Regions from separate parts of the Mus musculus genome. Here all the other regions are linked to region 1. A link is a contact called in public Hi-C and promoter capture Hi-C data. All regions are on one chromosome and are shown on one strand. The core of a region is the stretch at or near the end of the contact, and the rest is flanking DNA. Distances in the headings are between cores, read along the strand shown.

The links. Promoter capture Hi-C pulls out the DNA fragments that hold promoters and counts their contacts. A called contact is a pair of places that touch in the nucleus more often than the background predicts.
Region 2: a Hi-C map of B cells shows a contact between it and region 1, with 5 read pairs. The contact joins the promoter of Nipsnap2 here to the promoter of Gtf2ird2 in region 1.
Region 3: a promoter capture Hi-C map of cranial neural crest shows a contact between it and region 1. The contact joins the promoter of Zbed5 here to the promoter of Gtf2ird2 in region 1. A contact is called at or near these places in 2 of 39 promoter capture datasets (cranial neural crest and pre-B cells).
Region 4: a contact with region 1 is called in a Hi-C map of B cells, with 7 read pairs. The contact joins the promoter of Tyw1 here to the promoter of Gtf2ird2 in region 1. A contact is called at or near these places in 1 of 39 promoter capture datasets (pre-B cells) and 3 of 484 Hi-C or Micro-C datasets (B cells, the G1E-ER4 cell line and embryonic stem cells).

What each region holds. Positions count from the first base shown.
Region 1 is chr5:134,182,697-134,185,400 of GRCm38.p6, reverse strand. It overlaps Gtf2ird2 (GTF2I repeat domain containing 2), which reads right to left and starts at 1,363. Exons shown (of 16, transcript NM_053266.1): 1 at 1,143-1,363.
Region 2 is chr5:129,723,766-129,726,469 of GRCm38.p6, reverse strand. Nipsnap2 (nipsnap homolog 2) reads right to left here and starts at 1,395. Exons shown (of 10, transcript NM_008095.4): 1 at 1,249-1,395. The coding sequence starts at 1,325.
Region 3 is chr5:129,894,367-129,897,070 of GRCm38.p6, reverse strand. Zbed5 (zinc finger, BED type containing 5) reads right to left here and starts at 1,348. Exons shown (of 4, transcript NM_183088.2): 1 at 1,219-1,348. The coding sequence starts at 1,268.
Region 4 is chr5:130,255,666-130,258,369 of GRCm38.p6, reverse strand. Tyw1 (tRNA-yW synthesizing protein 1 homolog (S. cerevisiae)) reads right to left here and starts at 1,333. Exons shown (of 16, transcript NM_001015876.2): 1 at 1,177-1,333. The coding sequence starts at 1,180.

The sequences.
Region 1 (2,704 bases), core at 114-2,613:
AGTGCTGGGCTGACAGACACATTTGAGTTACCACACTAGGCTTGAGTTCTGTTATTTTGTTTTTATTTTACTTTGGAAGGAATTCTTTTTCTGACTTGCATTGTATTTTAAAGGATGAGTTTTCCTGTATCTCAATAAAGCGGCTATAATTTATTTAGTGACAAGGTCCCACTGTGTAGCCCCAGCAGGCCTGGAACTTGCTATATATAGGCAGTCCTTGAACTCTCAGATCCATTTGAAGGCCACCGTTGCCGGCTCATTCTGGTTCTCTGTGCTGAAATAAGTACATTCTAGAATAATGTTTTGGGTGCAATAGGTTAAATACATTACTATAGTGAATTTTAATTTGTAAAAATTTACTTTAAATTTTAAAGTTACTAAACATTTTAAACGTTTTAAAATAAATTAAAATTTTTTTGAGCCAGGCGATGGTGGCGCACACCTTCAATCCCAACACTTGGGAGGCAGAGGCAGGCGGATTTCTGAGTTTGAGGCCAGCCTGGTCTACAGAGTGAGTTCCAGGACAGCCAGGGCTACACAGAGAAACCCTGTCTGGAAAAAAAAATTTTTTTTTTGATTGTTGTACTAGTTGTTATGGCCATAGGCCACCTTGTACTCTCAACCAGACCAGACACAAGCCACATTTTGGAGGCTGGGCCCTTTCTTCCGTTCTCTTCATCGACCTAAACCACTGGCTGCCACAAACACCAAACGCCCCCATAATCCTGGAGCCAACAAGCAAAGCCAGCCGCCGAAGGTGGAGCCAGAGCGCCGTTGCTAGGCAACCGCGATGGCCCCGCCCCTTCCCCTAACCAATCAAGGGTTTCTAAACACAGCGCAGGTACGTCAGGTGGCGCGTGACCTCGGCACGCACCGGGCGCAGCTTTCCCCGCCTCCTCGCCCCGTCACAACCAATCGAAAGCGAGATTTTGGTGCGCGCCTGGCGTGCGAAAGTCGCCTAACCCCACGTCTTCCCCGCCCCGCCCCCCACTCTTCACGGCCCGATCGCGGTAGGGAAAATGGGGGTCGGCGCTGACCACCGGGCGCCCGAAGGTCCCGCCACGCACCCCGAGAGATCGCTCTGCCCCGGCGGGGACTCCCGGAAGCGGAAGTTGTGAGGGAAGCGGCGGCGGGATACGCACCTGAGGGCCCTGCTTTGCGGGCCGCGCCGGGGGTCTGGAGCCTGGCTTGCGCGTGCGCAGCGGCTCTGCGCCGGCGACCGCAGCTCGGGGGCCGCGGGCGCCTCCTCTCCGCTCCCTTCCTGTTTTTCGTTTTTATTATTTTTTCTCCCTCTTTTTTATTTTATTTTTTGTCTTTGTTTGCTTCCTGGAAGGAAGGTCGGCTTCCCGCGCGTGGCCGAAGCACCCCCGGTGGGGACGGCCACTTCCGGTGCGCTGCAGGACGGCTTCCGCGAGGCCGCCGGCCGGGCTGCGTGGCGTGCACGTGGCTTCGCGCCTTCCCTGGATGTGCATGGCCGTTCTGGATAGATAGAGATATTTTAAAATGTGGTTGTGCGTGCACGTGGAAGCGGAGAGGTCACCCCACGTGTTACTCAGGCACCCACTCCCCCCACCCCCCGCGACAGAGTTTTTCTTGTAGCCCTGGCTAGCCTGCGTTGTAGACCAGGCTGGCCTCGGACTCAGAGTCCACTGCCTCTGCTTCCCGAGTGCTGGGATTAAAGGCGTGCGCCATCACACCACCTACCTTTTAGGACATTGCATTTCCTTTAAAACTAATTTTTGTGCCTGTGTCAGTTCTATGTTCTTGTGTTTGCGTGGCTGCATGTCTCGGGAGCTATTCGTAAAGCACCATCTGTTGTAAGTATTTTGCCACCCTGTTTATATGCACCACGGGGAGGCCAGAAGAGGTCACAGTATCCCCTGGACCAGGAGTTTCAGACGGTATGGATGCGGGAACTGATCAAGTGTTCTTAACCACGGAGCCATCCCTCCAGCCCCACTTTACAAGGGTTCCAGTTTTATTTGTTTGTTTGCTTTAAAATATACTGGAAAGGGGGTTGGAGCAGTGGCTCAGCTGTTAAGAGCTGATAAGTGTGCTTTCAGAAGACCAGTGTCTGTGTCAAGCACAGCACACGTGCCTGTAACTCGCATTTCCAAAGGATTGGAATCCTTTGGCCTCTGTATGCACCCACACCCGCTTAAAAAAAATAAAATATTTAAAAAATACTTTTAAAGATTTGTTGCTTGGTGTACATGCCATTAATACTAGCATTCACAAGGAAGAAATAGGCAAATCTCTCTGAGTTTGAGGCCAGCCATGACTACATATAAGATCCTGTCCCAAAATAAAATGAGAACACTTTGTTCATATCAGGAAAGGCTGTGTAGCTTCCGACATAGTTTGTATTTGCTCGTGTTCTTGAGCTGGCTCCAATAAATCCTTTCCTCCCAGGTCACAAGTGGGTCACTGATTGCTAGATCCTATGGTGTTCGTCCAGCCTGAAAATCTCTTGCTCTGGCTACTTGTCAAAATCAGGTCACTCACCCTTGCAATGTGGCCTTTTAGGGCACAGTGCTTGGTGGCTGTTCTGGCTCCCACTCAATCTCCTTTCTTCCCACTCTCAGATTGCCATGACGTTTCCTACTTTCTGTCTCCAAGCTCTGCTGTCTGCCCTCAGTCCTTGACTTACTTAGTTTTAGGATTATTAAATAACATTTCCGTGTTGGGTGGTAGTACAGGCCAT
Region 2 (2,704 bases), core at 146-2,645, 4.5 Mb after region 1:
GCCCAAGGCATGCACACGGTGCACATACATAGATGCAGGTAAAAACCACACATACGCACAAACAAAAGAAATCTGAAGGCAAGTTCTGGAGCTGGTGAGATGGCTTAAGGGGTAAAGAAACTGGCTGCTAAGTTTGATGAACTACATTCAATTTCCCAGACCCACATGGTGGAAGAAAATCAATTACACACACGTGGCAGAGAGCTCAGAGGTTAAAAAAAATCTTAAAAAAAAAAAAAAGGAATATTTCAATTAGCCAAGGCTGGCCTGCAACTGCACACCTGCAACTGCAGAACTTTGGAGTCTGAAGCAAAAGGTTTGCTGAAGGTTCAAGGCCAGCCAGGAATATATGTAGTAAGATCTTGTCTCAAAATACATACATACATACATACATACATACATACATACATACATACATACATACATAGGGCCTGGAGAGATGGCTCAGGGGTTAAGAACACTTGCCGCTCTAGAAGAGAACTCAGATTCAATTCCCAGCCCCGACATGGCGGCTCACAACCCTCTGTAACTCCGGGTCGTTGGGGATCCAAAACCTTCTCCTGGCTGCCCCAGGCACCTATGTGTTAGCCACACATGAAAGCAAACACTTATACACATAAAATAAAAAAATAAATCCTACAAACCGCTTAAACAGCAAATAAGCATATAAAGGAAGAAAAGAAGGGAAAACAAATCTGTCGGTAAATTCGGATGGCCTTTCGTTATTTAAACGTGGGGATGTCAAGGTGACAGGTTGACACACCGAGCACAGTCTCCGCGGAGGTCAGGAAAAAAGAAAAAGTTTCGACAGCGAACTCCGCCATCTACTACAGCTGGCCACCGTGGGTTACTTTTTTTTTTTTTTTTTTTTGCCACTCCGCTTTCAAATTTAAGGGCTGTCCCGACTGGGGACCCCGGGGTACAGCTTCCCCAGGGAGACCAGCCATCCTTTTGCTTCTCTGCACGACCTGGGGCGAGGCATTGCTACTGCGAGGGGCGCAGCGCGCAGAGGCTGAGGGCGGACGTGGCCCGCGAGCCCGGGCGTCCCCGGCAAGGGCGGCGCCGGCAGGACGGTGACCTTGAGCCCCACGGGGGCCCGGGAAGGCGCCGCAGCCTCGCCAGCCCTCGGTCGCCTGGGACTCGGGAGGCCGGCCCCCCGGCGTCCCCTGCCCGCCCCGGGGACCCCGCGCCCTTCGCCCCACGGCGGCCCCTCCCCGGCCGGGCCCCGGAAAGGGCGGCGCTGCTCACCGGAGCCCCGGCAGGAAGCCGCTCTGGGCGGCTGGCCGCAGCAGGCCTCCTCGCGCGAGCAACACCCGCGCCGCCATCTTGCTCCGGAGCCTGAAGCTCCTACCGCCTCGGTGTCGCTGACGCCGCCGCTACCGCGACCCCTCCCCCGGCCGGGCCGACCAGGCTGGGGCGGGGCGGGGCAGGGCGCTAGGCCGCTGTAGTGCAGGGGAGCGGCCGCTAGGGGGAGCAGCGTGGCGCCTCAGTGCTGCCGCCAGGGGGCGTGCCAAGAAGTTGCTGAAGATATCCGTAGATCCCGCGAGGGGAGTTCAGGGTCTCTGAAGTCCGAGTGAGAAAGGAACCTGGAATGTACACGGGGAGATCCACGGGAAAGGAGTAGATCTGTGCATGTGGGGAATCCAGAGTCTGATTTTATGGTTGAGGGCCACCACAAACATGAGGAAACGTGTTAAAGTTTTAGCAGCATCAGGAAAGTCGAGAACCACTGGTATAGGGGGAAGTGTATTCTGTAAGGATAATAAAAGAGCTATGGATATAAGCATAAACTTCAGCAAGATAAGAGTAGGCAAAAGCAGAACTAGATCCCGAGGAATCAGAGAAATAGGGAGCAGCCTGGGCCTCAGTTACATGCAGAGGCCAAGAGAAGGATACTCTCCAATTGGTGGCTGCCTTCCTGGTTCTGAGTTAGAAGACGGATGGGAGCTGTAATCTTGAAGCTCAGGAGTTGTGGTTTTCTTTATCTTTTAAATTTTTCTCTTCCTAGTCTATGTGCATCATCAGTGTTTTGCCTGCATGTATGTCTGTGTGAGAGTGTGGGTGGAGCCCCTGGCAATTGGAGTTGCAGGAGGTTGTGAGCTGCCATGTGGGTGCTAGGAATTGAACCCCAGGTCCTCCGGGAAGAGCAGCCAGTGCTCTTAATCGCTGAGCCATCTTTCCAGCCCCATGGGTACAGTTTTTCTAACAAGAATTTGGACAAATGACAGGGTCTGGTCTTGTGGGTGGTGGAGGAGCGGTTCAGACTGGGAGAGGCACTCCTTTGAATGTGAATGAGGCTGAGAGCGGTCCATAAAACTGTAGACCCAACTGTGGGAGGCAGATATGTGACTTGCTGCGGGCAGGGCCTCTTCAAGCGTCGGTGAGCCCTGCCTTTTTTATACAGATCCTTCATTTCTCAACTTAGCTGAGACAGGGTCTTTATGTGGCGCCCAGTCCGGCCTCAAACTGATGGTAATCTGTTTACCGCTCTTGAGTCGGGGTTGAACCTGGGAGAATGGAGCCTAAAAACGAGGCGGACTAAAGTCTCAAGCAATAGCGTTTATTCAGAGCATCAGACGATTTATACTCTGAGGGTATAGAAGAACCACAGGAGTTAGGTGTGTAATCATAAGGACAAGCCACACGTGGCAAAAAAATAATAAAAGCAGCAAGCAGTAATGAGTGATCTGGAGTGAACTCACTG
Region 3 (2,704 bases), core at 99-2,598, 4.3 Mb after region 1:
CATGTGGGCTGGCGAGATGGCTCAGCGGTTAAGAGCACTGACTGCTCTTCCGAAGGTCCGGAGTTCAAATCCCAGCAAACACATGGTGGCTCACAACCACCCATAATGAGATCTGACGCCCTCTTCTGGTGTGTCTGAAGACAGCTACAGTGTACTTCCATATAACAATAAATAAATTTAATAAATAAATAAACCATCAGGTAAACATTTTTTGGAGCCGAAGGAGTAGCAACCCACAGGTTTAGACCAAGGGGTCTCCCTAGCCTAGTTAACATCTGAATTAACATTTCAGGCTGGGGGAGGGAGAGGGGGATGCTGGTGCTGAAGTAGAGTGTCCTTGCAACCCACTGCTGACAACCTGAGTTTGAGCCTTAGAAAGATCAACAACCAACTCCCATAAAGTGCCCTGTGACCTTCACACAGGCTCCCAGATGGGACATCTGGAATCTTGATGCTGTCAAGAATTTCCTACTTCGTGTGGACAGGAGATGGCTCAATGGAGCAGCAGTTCTCAACTTGTGGGTCAGGACCCTTTCACAGGGCTCGCCTAAGACCAAACTTACAAAATTACAGTTACAATGTAGCAAAAAAAAAAATTTTTTTTAATGATCAGGGGTCACCACCACAACAACAAAAGGATCGCAGCATTAGGAATGTTGATACCCCTTGTAGTAGCGTAATTACAACTAAGGGTTAGCTATCCTGGACCCAAAAGGTGGAAAGAGAGAATTCTAAAATTCTCGAACCTCCACACACAAATAACGAGTAATTTTCTTTTATCCTTTTTTTCCCCCCTTCTATAAACCTTTAAACTCTGTAATCCCATCCCCAGAGAAGCAGAGTCAGGAAAATCAAGGAAGGCTATCCAGGACTTATGAAGTCCAAAGCTAGCCTGACAGAATCAAAAACACAGTAAGAACAAAACAAAACAAAACAAAAAAACACCCCCAAGAGCTTGACACCTATCACCATTCATTCTTTCCTCACCTCCTCTTAGACTATGCCCTCGACAGCCCTTCCCCCAACCTGTCTAGGGAAAATGTCACATTTCAGAGTCCTCTCCCGGAGTGCACAGAGCGTGTCCCCGTTCTCCGGGAGTCCTCCCCTGGTAGCGGATCCCTTTCGGCTCCCTCCATCTCACCCTCGGCTTCGCAGCTCTTAAGCTACAGAACCTCGTCCTGGCCGCCCGCGCTTTGTCCCCAGTCCCGAGGGTCTCACCCGGCCAGAAGGGTCACGCGGGAAGTGCGGATTCGGCTTCCACGTGGCATCCTCGGTGTCTGCACCTTAAGCGTCCAGACACAACAAACTCGGGAACGCCCACGGGCGTCCAGCAAGGAGGGAGGAAGGTGGGAGGTGGAACCTCCGCACGTAGCCAATTAGAGCCCAGGAGAAGCACGATCGCTGAAAGTTATTGGACGAACCAGACATCAGTAACTGGCAATGCGGTGCCACTGCGTACCACGCCGGGAAGTTGCTTGGCGACGAGGCGCTGTAGCTAATGGGAAGTTCCTGAGGTTGCTCTCTCAAATCTTGTCCTTCGGTTCTGAGATGTATGGTTAGTTTTTTTCTTTCGATGGACCACTGGATTCCTCCACTGCCAGGCTGCCCTTTGATTTTGAGACCCTTCTGCCTCAGCATCTCAAGTGAACTGGCATCTCAAGTGAATTACCCGCATGTGCTGCCACGCCCACTGTGTTAACACGTGTTAAACCTGAAAATTGAGTGGATGAAGACTAAACTCTATTGTCTAATCAAAAGCAAGCTTTATTTTAGAGGTGCATCCAGCATCAGGACTGGATATCCGGCTGTTTTATCCTAAGTTGGGATTTTAGAGAACAGGCCCTTACTGGCCTTTTGGGATTCCTTTTATGGCGGAGCGATAAAAGATTAATAGAAAACAGATGTAAGCATGTTTACAGGGCCTAGAGTATTGACTGTTAGAGATTGTTAGAAAAATACAATGAAACAGGAAGACAAGGATATATATCATATAAATGAGGTCTTTCCCCCCCCCCCCCCAGATTACATCAGATTTAGGAAGCAAACTTAGATAGAACCCTAGTTTCGTAAGTATAGGGGCTTAACACACTGGGTTCCTTAATTTGCAAGGTATGGGTACTTAATACAATGTGGTCCTTAATTTCGAAGGTATATGGGTTTGACACATTGCACCCTTTGATTTATGGTCTCATAGTCTCATCTTGGCCTGATTAACTCTTTCAAATCTTTGACAAGAGAGCAAGCATTGCTTGATGTTGTAGTCGGGGGAACAGGATTCTGGTATTGAGTATCTGGAGGGTGATTAGGTTAATATTGCACCAAAAACACAGAGCGCAAGTATTATGATTGATAGTAGAACCATCAGGGGGCCAATGAAGGGTGAGAAACATCTTAGCCAGGAGGGCCAATCAACATGTGCCTTGGAGATATTATTTCTCAATGTAAGTTATCGATTAGGTTATCGATGGTGTTAGAGAAATCTGATATGTTAACACATTTCAGGGAACTGTTGACATCCAAGATTATGTGTGATCAACTGAAAGACTACGGTAGCTCTATTTTGTAGGATTGTCATTCTTAACTCTCTAATTTCTCGGTTAATTTCTGTCAATATCTTTGTTGTATAGTGTTTGGCTAGTGAGCCAGCTATTTTAGAAATCTCCCTTTTCATCCCCACAACCAATGAGGGGCAGGTTGTGACTGC
Region 4 (2,704 bases), core at 84-2,583, 3.9 Mb after region 1:
AAGCCCAGTCCTCCTGAAAAGTAGCAAGTGTTTTTAACCACAAATCAACTTCACCAGCGCAAGCTTGACTTGTGTTCAACCAGAGCCTTAAACACAGAAGGTGAAGATTTTTTTCACAGGACTTGAAATCTAAAATTTATTGGGGTTTTTTTGTTGTTGTTGTTTTGTTGGTTTTTGGTTTTTTGTTTGGTTTTTGGTTTTTTTGGGTTTTTTTTTTTGGTTTTGGTTTTGTTTTGTTTTTTTTTTTTGTTTTGTTTTGTTTTGTTTGGTTTGGTTTGGTTTTTCGAGACAGGGTTTCTCTGTGTAGACCAGGCTGGCCTTGTCAGAAGTCCGCCTGCCTCTGCCTCCCAAGTGCTGGGATTAAAGGCGTGCACCACCACAGCCCGGTGAAATTTATTGTTTACAGGTGCTGTTTAATAGACCCAGAAGTCCCAAAACATGGATAAGGAGCTACCACCATCAGACGCCCCTGAGGTTAGACCAACTTCCATCGAAACGTGGTCCTTAGGCTCAGAAAGGGAAAAACCTAGTTAAGAGCTCCCAGGAGCGACAGCCTCCTGCTAATATGTGCGTTCAGTTAGGCTGAGGTGGGAGGAACACCGTTAATTTTTTTTAATTATTTATTTAATGTATATGAGTACACTGTAGCTGTCTTCAGACACATCAGAAGAGGGCATCAGATCTCAATACAGATGGCTGTGAGCCACAATGTGGTTGCTGGGAATTGAACTCAGGACCTCTGGAAGAGCAGACAGTGCTCTCAATCGCCGAGCCATCTCTCCAGCCCCCGTTATTTTTTAAAACTAACCCGGGCTACATCCGAGTTCCAGGCCAGCTTAGACTACAGAGCAATTTCCTAATCCCCCTGGGTAGTGAGTTCCAGGTGAGCCTCGGCTATCCACTGAATGCCGAACTAGTTGCTATACAAGCTGAGATCCACACAGGGGCTACACAGTGAGTCCCAAATTTTCCTGAGCTTACACTGTGAGTTCTGAGTTAACTTGGGATACATAAAACGGCCCTTTTAAAAGGAAAACAGAAATAAAAGGAAAGAAGAAAAAATAAGATACAGTAAAAACAAACAGTAACACATCAAGTGTAGCAACCTAAGGCCCTCGGTGGAGGGGGAATCTGTTGCCTTCTGCCCGCCCGAGACCCTGGCCAGCCCAGACTCACCCATCCTCCGCGGGGCCCGAGCTACGCAAGTCAACCGGCAAACGCAAAGAGAGAGGGACAGCGAACAGGAGGATTGAGTTTACAGGGACAGGGAAGCCATGCATGCAGTCGGCAGACCTGCCCGCGTTGGCTGCAGGGGACAGAGGCGGGCCCAGAAGGAAAAAAAAAAAAAAAAAAAGGAGCTAGCGGAAGCTCTAACTTCCTCTCTGATAGGCTCAAATAGAAAAGAGGCGGGACCAGAGAGAAGCCATCACTTCTAAACCTGGGAAAGATGCTAGAGCACTTCCTGTACTTCTCGGATTGGCTCAGAGTGGAAAGGGGCGGGCCTGTGGGAAACGCGGTCCAGAGCGGGAGATGCAAAAGCAAGCGAGCTTCCTGCTCCACTGTTATTTCTCGCTTCGGCTCAGAAGGGGAAAGGGCAGGACAGAGGGCAGTACTATCAAGAAATAAATGACAACCTGGCATGCTGCTGACTGACCATTAATCCTAGCACTCCAGAGGCACAGGCAGACGGATCTCTGGGAGTTCCTAGTTAATGGACAGCTTGTTCCGCCGCGTAGTGAGCTCCAGGACTACGTATGCCAGGGCTATAAAGAGACCTTGCCTCAATCAATCAGTCAATAAATGGAAAAAAGGAATTCAGCTTGATGACACAGACCTGTATTTCAGCGCTCTTGAGGCTGAAACAAAATGATCACGAGATTCAGGATAGCTACTATTTGGAGAAAGAGTCTCACTGTGTAGCTCTGGATGGCCTGTAACTCGCCTATATAAAACAAAATGGCTTCGAATTTACAACGCAATTAGCCTGCCTCTGACTCCCATGTGCATAGGTGACTAAGCCAAGAGAGTTTTTATTTACTTCTTTTAAAAGTTATAGCCGGGCGTGGTGGCGCACGATTTTAATCCCAGCACTCGAGAGGCAGAGGCAGGCGGATTTCTGAGTTCGAGGCCAGCCTGGTCTACAGAGTGAGTCCCAGAACAGCCAGGGCTACACAGAGAAACCCTGTCTCAAAAAAAAAAAAAAAAAGATATATATATGTGTGTGTGTATATATGTGTGTACATATACACACATATATGTGTGTATATATATCACTGACTGCTCTTCCAAAGGTCCTGAGTTCAATTCCCAGGACCACATGGTAGCTCACAACCATCTGTAATAGGATCTGATGCCCTCTTCTGGTGCGTTTGAAGACAGCTACCGTGTATTCATATACATAAAATAAATAAATAAATCTTTTAAAAAGTAAATCTTAAAAAAAAAAAAATAGGGCTGGCGAGATGGCTCAGTGGTTAAGAGCGCCGACTGCTCTTCCTAAGGTCCCGAGTTCAAATCCCAACAACCACATGGTGGCTCACAACCATCCGTAACGAAATCTGATGCCTTTTCTGGAGTATCTGAGGACAGCTACAGTGTACTTACATATAATAAATAAATCAAAAAAAATTTTTTTTTAAATTTAAAATGAGCGCAGCCTCTGAACTCTGCAGAACTATTCAACCAAAATATCATGTTTCCACCC